Linked DNA regions of Zea mays: region 1 is linked to region 2. Evidence: chromatin contacts called from public Hi-C data. All regions are on one chromosome and are shown on one strand. The core of a region is the stretch at or near the end of the contact, and the rest is flanking DNA. Distances in the headings are between cores, read along the strand shown.

What was found. Hi-C and Micro-C count contacts between places; a contact is called where the count stands out from the background.
Region 1: a contact with region 2 is called in a Hi-C map of endosperm, with 2.8 times the contacts expected there. The contact joins the promoter of LOC100285712 here to the promoter of LOC100193571 in region 2. A contact is called at or near these places in 3 of 25 Hi-C or Micro-C datasets (bundle sheath, endosperm and leaf).

Annotation. Positions count from the first base shown.
Region 1 is chr9:129,738,176-129,743,002 of Zm-B73-REFERENCE-NAM-5.0, forward strand. LOC100285712 (RING zinc finger protein-like) reads right to left here and starts at 1,905. Exons shown (of 2, transcript NM_001158603.2): 1 at 1,747-1,905.
Region 2 is chr9:129,094,165-129,098,463 of Zm-B73-REFERENCE-NAM-5.0, forward strand. It overlaps LOC100193571, which reads right to left and starts at 3,043. Exons shown (of 3, transcript NM_001138680.1): 1 at 2,975-3,043; 2 at 1,369-1,626; 3 at 341-724. The coding sequence starts at 1,593. The coding sequence ends at 650. It overlaps LOC103639049 (vacuolar protein sorting-associated protein 52 A), which reads right to left. Exons shown (of 20, transcript NM_001358890.1): 19 at 4,296-4,299; 20 at 3,633-4,215. The coding sequence ends at 3,914.

The DNA of each region.
Region 1 (4,827 bases), core at 655-3,154, 640 kb after region 2:
TACAGCTGAAAATAATGGTCTACTCCATAGGACAATATCACTTACCAGCTACCAGTGCATCCTTGTTACAAGACTTTTAGGAGTAAAAGAAAGATTGTGCAGTTGACTTAAACTCACCTAACTACTGCATAATTCACCTACAGCCAGATTGTATAGCTACACCAAAATCATTCAAAGGCAGCCCAAAAGGAACAGAGACCCAAGAAGTTCTCTAGAAAAACTGTGCATGCCAATGACATACCTTTATAAGGTAATACTGACAGTTTGTTTCAAACCTTCATTGCTGTTGGTTTTCACTTGAGTACTATAATTAAGAAACAACATTTCCAACATGTCAACAAAATTCGACATGTATAACAAAGGTACATCCATTTTGTGAACGAAAAGATTTCTATCCAACTAAAAATTCTTAAATAACAAGATATACATTAGGAAATTCTTCTAACAAGCCTATCATACATCATTCAACAATCCACTATTGCTACAGCCTATGCATTGCTTGAACTATTAGCAAGTGCTGATAAGTGGTTGACCTTGTAACAAATACAAAGAAATTATGAAGCTTATACACAAAACTGAGTTTTTTAAAAGTCTGCAGTGTAGTGTTGCGATGTTTCGTTTTTTCCAAAAAAAACCTCAAATTACAAAATGAAGTATGCTGTGAAATATATTGTGGTGTTTCATTTTTTTCCAAAAAAAAAACACCTCAACTTAAGTGATTCAGAAGAAGTTTGGTTCGACAGCTCCAGCATGGACATAGGTTTGTGGGGGGCCATGTGAGCAGAAAAAATATCTCTACGACAACTCGCACGATCAGATCAACAGGGGTGGCAGAGGCAACACCTGCACAATTAATATTATTGGACTCTCTCGATTTGGCGCATCTGTGAGGTTCGGTTTGTCTCTGACAGGTATGGTTCGCTTCCTCTAGTGTTTACGGTTCTATTTGCTCTTTCCATGATTCGATTTTCACCAACACTGAAGCTGCTCTCACCTTTTAGTGCATTGCAAGAGTTATGTGTCTAGAAAAGCCAAAAAAACATCTTATAATTTGGAATAGAGGGAGTACAGTATAAAAATAATAGCACCAATGGACATCTTATGCAAAAAAGGCTTGCTGGATGTCATCCATGCTCATTTGTGTAAATCACATTCTACCTCTGTAACTTCCTCCTTCCAATGCACAGGTAGCCTAACAACACCTGACCTGATCGTTGCAGCATTGGGCATGGGGCATAGGCCCCTAAATTTTTCTACATCATCTTATCTACAGAGCAAAACTTGATACACTCCAATTGGAAACAAATCTATCCAACGGTCCACAATCAGACTCCGCTCAGCAAGTCACCGGATGGAACAGACGAATCACATTTGGCGCACTAAGAATCAGACTACGCATGCACGCATGGAAGTTAAGAAAGGACACAAGGATCATATATACTTCATAAGGTCTGCTTCCAGGTTAGGAAGCACACACATCGCCGTGCCTAAACTGGACCTTTAATTTTGTTAACGGCTCAAGCAACAAGGAACGAGAAACGGGCAAATGGAGGCAGAAAGTTTGCCCGTTTCAGCGAGCCCCACGGCGCGGCGGCCCCGGACTTGGCGCCGGCGACAGCGCCGCTGCTTGCCGGGGAGGTGCTCGGCCCAATCTGCTCGTCTGAAGCAAAGCGGAGCAGGGGCGCAACCACTGTAGAGTAATCGCTCGAATCACAGAAAAGGGAGAGATCTCGGCGCGATACTCACCGGCGGCAGCGGTACGGAGGGAGGGAGGGGACGCTGCGACCGCCGTCGTCGCACCTTGGCTCGATAGGTGGAAACGAATTGGGGATCAGATGGTGTGGCCGCCTGGCAAATGGAAGGGGCTTGGCCGCCTTGGTTTGGAGGGTTGGGCGGACGCCATGTGGATGTCCACATATCTACCCTCACAGCCCGCGTGTATATGACGAAGGTACCTCGGTCCAAAGGAGAGTAGACCGCGTTTGGTTCGAAGGACTAAAGATTAGTCCCTATATTTTAGTCTAATTTAGGCTCTGTTTAGTTTCTTTAGTCACTAGACTAAATTTTAGTGACCAAAGTTTAGTCGCTAAAGTACCACGTTTGATTCCAATGACTAAACTGGACTAAAGAGCATTAATTGCTATGAATAATGACTGTTTTACTCTTATTAATTAATGAATATTTGCTATAAGAAGAAAGTGGAGAGGGCAAATAAGGTAAAAATATTATTTTAGCCCTTTTAGTCACCCCTTGGTGACTAAAGAACTAAAGTTTAGTCACTACACTTTAGTCACCATGTTTACTTATTTAGGGACTAAAAGTGACTAAACTTTAGTCACTAAACTTTAGTCACCCCAAACCAAACGGAGCCTTAGTTCCTAAATTACCAAACGGTAGGATTAAAATAGGGACTAAACTACTTTAGTCCCTAGTCCCTCAAGATGTGGCTAAAAGGGACTAAACCATATTAATTCCACATTTGTCCCTCATTTAGTTCAATTATACTAATAGCACGAGAATGTTAAAGACCATTTTAGTCTCCTTATGAGTCATTTAGTATATTTTTACTAATTTTAGTCACTAGAACCAAACATGCTAGGGACAACTTTAGTCCCCTAACTAAATTTTAGTCTCTAGACTAAAGAAACCGAACATGGCCTTAATCGGGTGTATTTCATATTGTGTTTGGTCTATCAAATCAAGTTTAGTCTATGTTACATAGTAAAATATTTAAATAATAATTGCGAGTATTAAATATAGTTTAATTATAAAACTAATTACGTAGATGGAGAATAAACAACGAGATGAATTTATTAAACATAATTAAGCTCATATCTAATATTCATAATTAATATTTAAATATTTGATTTCATACGAACTAAACTTTAGTCAGGAGAATCAAACACTCTCTTAAAATTTAGTTCATGTAATATGGGATGTTTGAGTGTCAATCATGAATACTTCCTCTATTTTAAATACAATTCGTTTGATTTTTTTTCAACCTCAACTTTGACAACCTCGTCTAATTAAAGAATCATGAAAAAATGAAGTCATATGTAAAGTATATTTGATAATAAACAAATCCACAATGACTTTTTGTTTTTTCACAAAATTTTTAATAAAATGAGTGGTCAAAGTTAGGATTGAAAAAGTCAAACAATTATAAATTAGGAGGGGTCTTAAATATAGTTTGATTATAAAACTAATTACATAGATAAAGACTAAACGACGAGATAAATTTATTAGGGGGTGCTTGGTTTCTAGCGACTAATCTTTAGTCCCTTCATTTTATTCTATTTTATTTCATAAAATTACCAAATACGGAAACTAAAATAGAGTCTTAGTTTCTGTATTTTACAATTTAGGTACTAAAATGGAATACAATGTAGTGATTAAGGGCCTGTTTGGTTCCTTTAGTCCAGGGACTAAAGTTTAGTTAGGACACTAAAGTTTAGTCCCTACCCTGTTTGGTTCTAGCGACTAAAAGTATTCAAAACACATTAAATGAATCATAAGTAGACCAAAATACCCCTTAGCATTCTCCTGCTATTAATGCAACTTAAATAAAGGAGGGGTAAAAAGTGGAATTTATATGGTTTAGTCCCCTTTAGTCGCCCCTTGAGGGAATAGAGACTAAAACAGTTTAGTCCATATTTTAGTCCCACCGTTTGGCAATTTAGGAAGTAAATGAGACTAAAATGAAGGGACTAATCTTTAGTCCATCAAACCAAACGGGGCCTAAAAATTAGTCCCTAAAAACCAACACGGCCTAAGTCTAATTAATCCATAATTAGCGAATGTTCACTGTAACATCACATAAACTAACCATGAACTAATTAAGCTTAATAGATTTGTCTTATCGTTTAGTACTCATTTGTATAATTAGTTTTATAATTAGATTATATTTGATACTTCTAACTAACATCTATATATTCGATGTGACAAGGACTAAAATTTAATGGTAGTATCCAAACACCCCCCGAGTCAAGCAGCCGTGAGCCCATAGAATTTTTTAGTTCCCCGAAATTACTAAGAATATGTTTGGATGCAAAGTCTCTTCTCTATCTCTACTTATTTAAAGCATGAGTTTCGACTGTCATGCGTCACGCGCTTAGCATATAGATGAAACCCATCCCAAGCTTGGCGTCGTATCATCCACCTTCGTGTGTGTGTGTCTGCCTCCACACCAGCCAACTTTTTTGCAAATTGGCCCTTTTCGGGTTTTTTCCCACATTTATGCCCCTGGCGGTTTCATTTCAAAAAATGGACCCTTAGCTCGGCGCCGTCATCATTGGCGCCGAGCTTCTGTGTGCCGGCGCCAATCTTATTGGCGCCTGTCTGCCTGACGGGGATGCCTCGCTGGACGTGACGTGTCAGGGGGTCGGCGCCATAGATCTTGGCGCCGACCCCCCTGTCGGCGGCAGTCCACGTGTCAGGGGGTCGGCGCCATAGATCTTGGCGCCGACCCCCTTTATTCAACATAATTCAAACCCTAATTTTGACCCGCGCCCAGGGACTTTTCGCCAGCCAGCCGCCGCGCCGCCTTGTTCGCCCCCCACCGCCATAGCCGACACCGCCCGGCGCCCTCCCACCGCGCCACTGCCGCCCGCGACGCCCCGGCCGCGCCGCCCCGCCACCGGCCTACCCGCCCGCGCCGCCCCGCCACCGGACGGCCACGGCCGCGCCGCGCCGCCCCCGGACGGCCACGCCCGCCCCGCCCCGCCACCGGACGGCCACGCCCGCGCCGCGCCGCCCCCGGACGGCCACGCCCGAGCCGCCCCTGCCCGCGCCGGCCCGGCCCGCAAGCTCCACCGCGCCGCCCAAGAA
Region 2 (4,299 bases), core at 1,793-4,292:
AAATAGACAAATTTTGAATTGTGCTATTTAAAATTGTGTACTTAAGTACTCTATTACGCAGCCCTTTTTACGGTCTCACCCACAAATCTCACAACACAACAGTTCCACGCCTATTACCAACTGCTGCATTAAGATAATTTTTAAACAGGTCTATTTAACCACCATCCCCAAGGCTTGCCCTGATACTTTTTCAGGGCCACTCTCCAGGCATCGCCAGAACGGTTTCTTGATCATTTGGCCGCTTCAGAAGCCCAGTCACGCTGTACTCAACTGCTCGGTCATATGAGTAACCATGCAAGAACAGTACACTAGAAGCATCCAAATGCACAAGGGTACATTTCAAAGGAAAATGCAGAATAGATAGATCAAGTGGTCAGCAACCAATCCATACCATCACGGGGTGCAACCGAAACAAGACGAAGGGATACGACAACAACTTAAGATGAAGGTTCAGGCACACGACTTGCCGTGAAATTTAGAGACAGCTTACAACCCCATGCAGGACGGGAAGTTTGCCACAGAGAAATCAACCATGCGCACAAAGCATTGCACGGGGTACACACATGAAATGACAACGGTTGTTCACGATTCAGACATAGCACGCAGCAGGCAGGGGAGGATAACTTTGGTGAGCGCACCAGCACGGGCATCAGTTGCCACCGAACAGGTAGCCCAGGGAAGAGCCACCGCCAGGAGCAGCGTGGACCTTGGTTGAAGGACGGTCCTGCAATCATTCATAAACAACAAAACCAACAGTTAAGCAGGATCAAGAAACAAGTTTTGGGTTCCAGGGAGCGATTAGGTAAGTGAGCCCAACCCTTCCCCTGTTATTTATTTATTAGTTTGCAACATTGTTCCATATATGAATCTGTAGTTTTGAGGAATCATAATTTGTGTCCTTGCATTGCCCAATCAGATTCTGCAGCATGACAGAACTAAAGGAATTTTGGTTCAATTTGGTCAATAGTTTATGGAAAGACATGGTCTGCATATTTTCTTCAGGATATTTAATTTTTCGGCACTAACAATGTGTTGGCATTTAGTGTTGATGATAAAATGGTATATGGCTCATGATTGGTAGTCTAAAAGGTCAGCAGCCCAGCAACAATCAAGACTCGGTACAATTTAAAAAGCAATAAACATGACTGGAAGTCTTTCCATCAACATGATTCTATCGGGTTGTAAGAATAAGTACAGACATTACGTGATAATGCAGCACAAACTACCATGATGTTTTCTCAAAACATGATTATACATAATATAAGCACCCCACAAAATATGACGTCATTTCTAAGCATATCAATGGATGATGGCAACACATAATATGTAAAAAGCCTATGTGAAATGAAAGAACATAAAGTAGCATACCGTAAGGAAGTTGCCAGTGTTCTGACCATCAGCCCTGTGGTAGTTATTGGTTTGGCTGGTAACCCCAGCAGCAACCTGCTTGGCCGCATCAGTCTTTGCAGCAGATGGTTTCTCAACAGGTGGAGCACTTGCAGCTGGTGCCACTGCTGGTTTGGGGGGCTCACCGCTTCCAAAGAGATAACCCAGAGAACTTTGACCACCACCGGCACTACCACCACGGCTCATCTTGATTATTGAAAAGAGAAACTGTACAAAGATCTAATCAGGTATCAAGCATTACTTCGACACATTGTATAAAGGTACAAGAGAGACAATGCAAATCAATTTAATTTCAAGTACCACAAATAATTTTTAAAATACTAAAGTATGTTTCGATCTGCCACCAACACTTGGTAAGGATATAATTCTCCAAGAACAAAGTAAAACAGAGAAGATATAGTTTGACAGGATCAACTCTATTAAACTTTATTAGGTACTGTAACTACAAACAGATGAAAACATCAAAACATATCTCGATCTGTCATGGAATCTTGGTAACGATCTTATTAAGGATGTAACGAACCGATCTTCCAGATATACTTTTACTCAGATACTCAGATAGAGTGATAGACACTGATTTCCTTCTATGTTGCATGTTTGTGCAGAAAACTGATGCACCAACAAATGTAAAACTAAACAGATTGATAGAACAATCAAGGAAAATAAAGCATCTTCGGTTTAACTCTGCCAAGTAACAAAGTTCAAAAGAACATCTGCCTAGTCATATATGACAGGTCCTTGTACAATTCTATGAAACCGGGAATGTGGAACCATGTGGGGTTCCATGGCCCGATCGGGAATGGGACCATATGGAACATCGTATGGAACCATGGTTGGGACACAGCCCTCACTCGAGTAGGATGTCGGATAAACCATCATCCTGCACAAGCAAGGGGCATGTACCTTCGCGGAAGCGGAGCACCACGAGGATATTGGAGGAGCAGAGGTCAGAGGACTGGCAAAGCACTAAGACAAAGGGATCGCTAACCATGTGCTCATATTACATGAACAAACAGTTAATCATGTGCTCACGTTGCATTGAATTATTTTTTTCTATACAGGAATATTTACTAGTTGGCTGTTTCAGGAACCTCGTTCCACATTATAGTTCCAAAATTTTACGGTTGACGTTCCGGTTATCGAATAAACCATACAAGGAGCCAGTGATACGCAACCAGTGATACGAGGTTACCTAAACAATTAGGTCTAACCTAGACACAACATGAAACGAAAAAAATCGACGGATCAACCACCGAAGACCGCAATGCACAACAGATCTTCATCTTTCTCTGGAGAATCTAAGCCGCAACATACTCCGAAGAATCTAATGCGTACAGCCGCAACAGCCGCATTCACGGTCCCTAGGGAGGGGATACCCTGCGGATCGACGACGGTGAGTCACAAAATTCAACAGATCCGCGTCTACCGACAAGCAGCGGACGCTCGGAAGCCAGAAATGGACGCGGATCTCAACCTTGCGGCTAGATTCGGGCGCTTACGGCGCAAATCAGGACATGGAAGCGAGACAACGAACCGAGGGTTGAGCGGGCAAAGGAAAGGGCCTTACCGAGAGGCAGCGGCGAGGAGATGGAGGGCGACCGGCGGCGGGGTCGGTGGGACTGCGGCTGCTCCGGATCTCTCTCGCTTCTGCGCTCGAAAATGGAGAACTGCGGCTGGTTTTGTATTGAAGAGGGATCGGGTGGTCCCAGTACCCGGGGACGGATGGGCCCAACACCTCCAGCAGGCCGTCCGATCTCGCCACTGACGGTGGAGATGGCCCCGGGCGCCCGCGTCAAGGAGACGCTCGATACTCGGAAACGCATAATGGTTTTCCTTTTTCGTTTTCGAAAAAAACACGCATCGGCATGGCATAATGCTATTCAGTTACTCAGTAGTTGCTGCCTCGGGTTGCAAACAGCAAACGTTACGTTTGCTACTCATGAATATTTTCCAACAAATATCTGTCATCGCATAATCTTTATTTATTTCTTCAAATATTCCCATGAATCTTCTAGCAATATGAAATTTAACATTCACATTGAATACCACCCTAGTGTAAGATGTGATTGCTTTCAAAATGCTGAGATGCTTTGAACTAAATTACGCAGATCAGAAACATAGAAGCTATAAACACTAGAAAATTGCCAGTCATAAAAATAACATTAAGGCAAGCGTTTGGTACGCATTCATTAGTATGCAGCATATGGTTATCCACAGCGGATCGTATAAAATTGTAGATTTGCACTATAATCGATACTGTTTACAAAATGAAGTTTAAAATAGATGATAGGACAGAAGATAGAATAGGATAACTGTGGAGACAGCCTAGAGATCATAGTTCTGTGCTGGAAAGGGGCAGGGGTCAAGTCGGGTAACACAGACGAAGATACAAACCACGACAAAATGCCCTTGTTTCCCCTGCAGTCGCACATACCAGTTACAAAGTAAGGATACACAGCTACCCCTCAGCTAGCCGTCCTAGTGTACATGGAAGGGGGTGAAACAACTAAAACGTCCTAGAATACTTCTTGATTTCGAACAGGATGGAGGATATGGAGACAAGGTCCTTGTTGAGAGCAGAGCCGCCGTTGATTCTCTTGACACACTCGGAGAGCCTGGTGTAGTATAGCAGGAGCTGTGCGAGCGTCGCTCTCAAGATCTCCATCCCGCAAAGAAAGTTGCTGAAAGATGTGATCACATCATAGTGCATCAGCTCGATCGCGGCCTTATACCGGCTCGCGAAATCCTTTACCAGTGGCTCAACTTCGGCAATGCTGGCTTTCTCGGAATTTGCAGCCGTCTCATCCGCTGATAAAGGTCAAGTATGAAATGTGATTCAAAAGTAAGAAAGAAAAAGGGCATACAGTTGCCATGAGATCTCAACTTACCTGG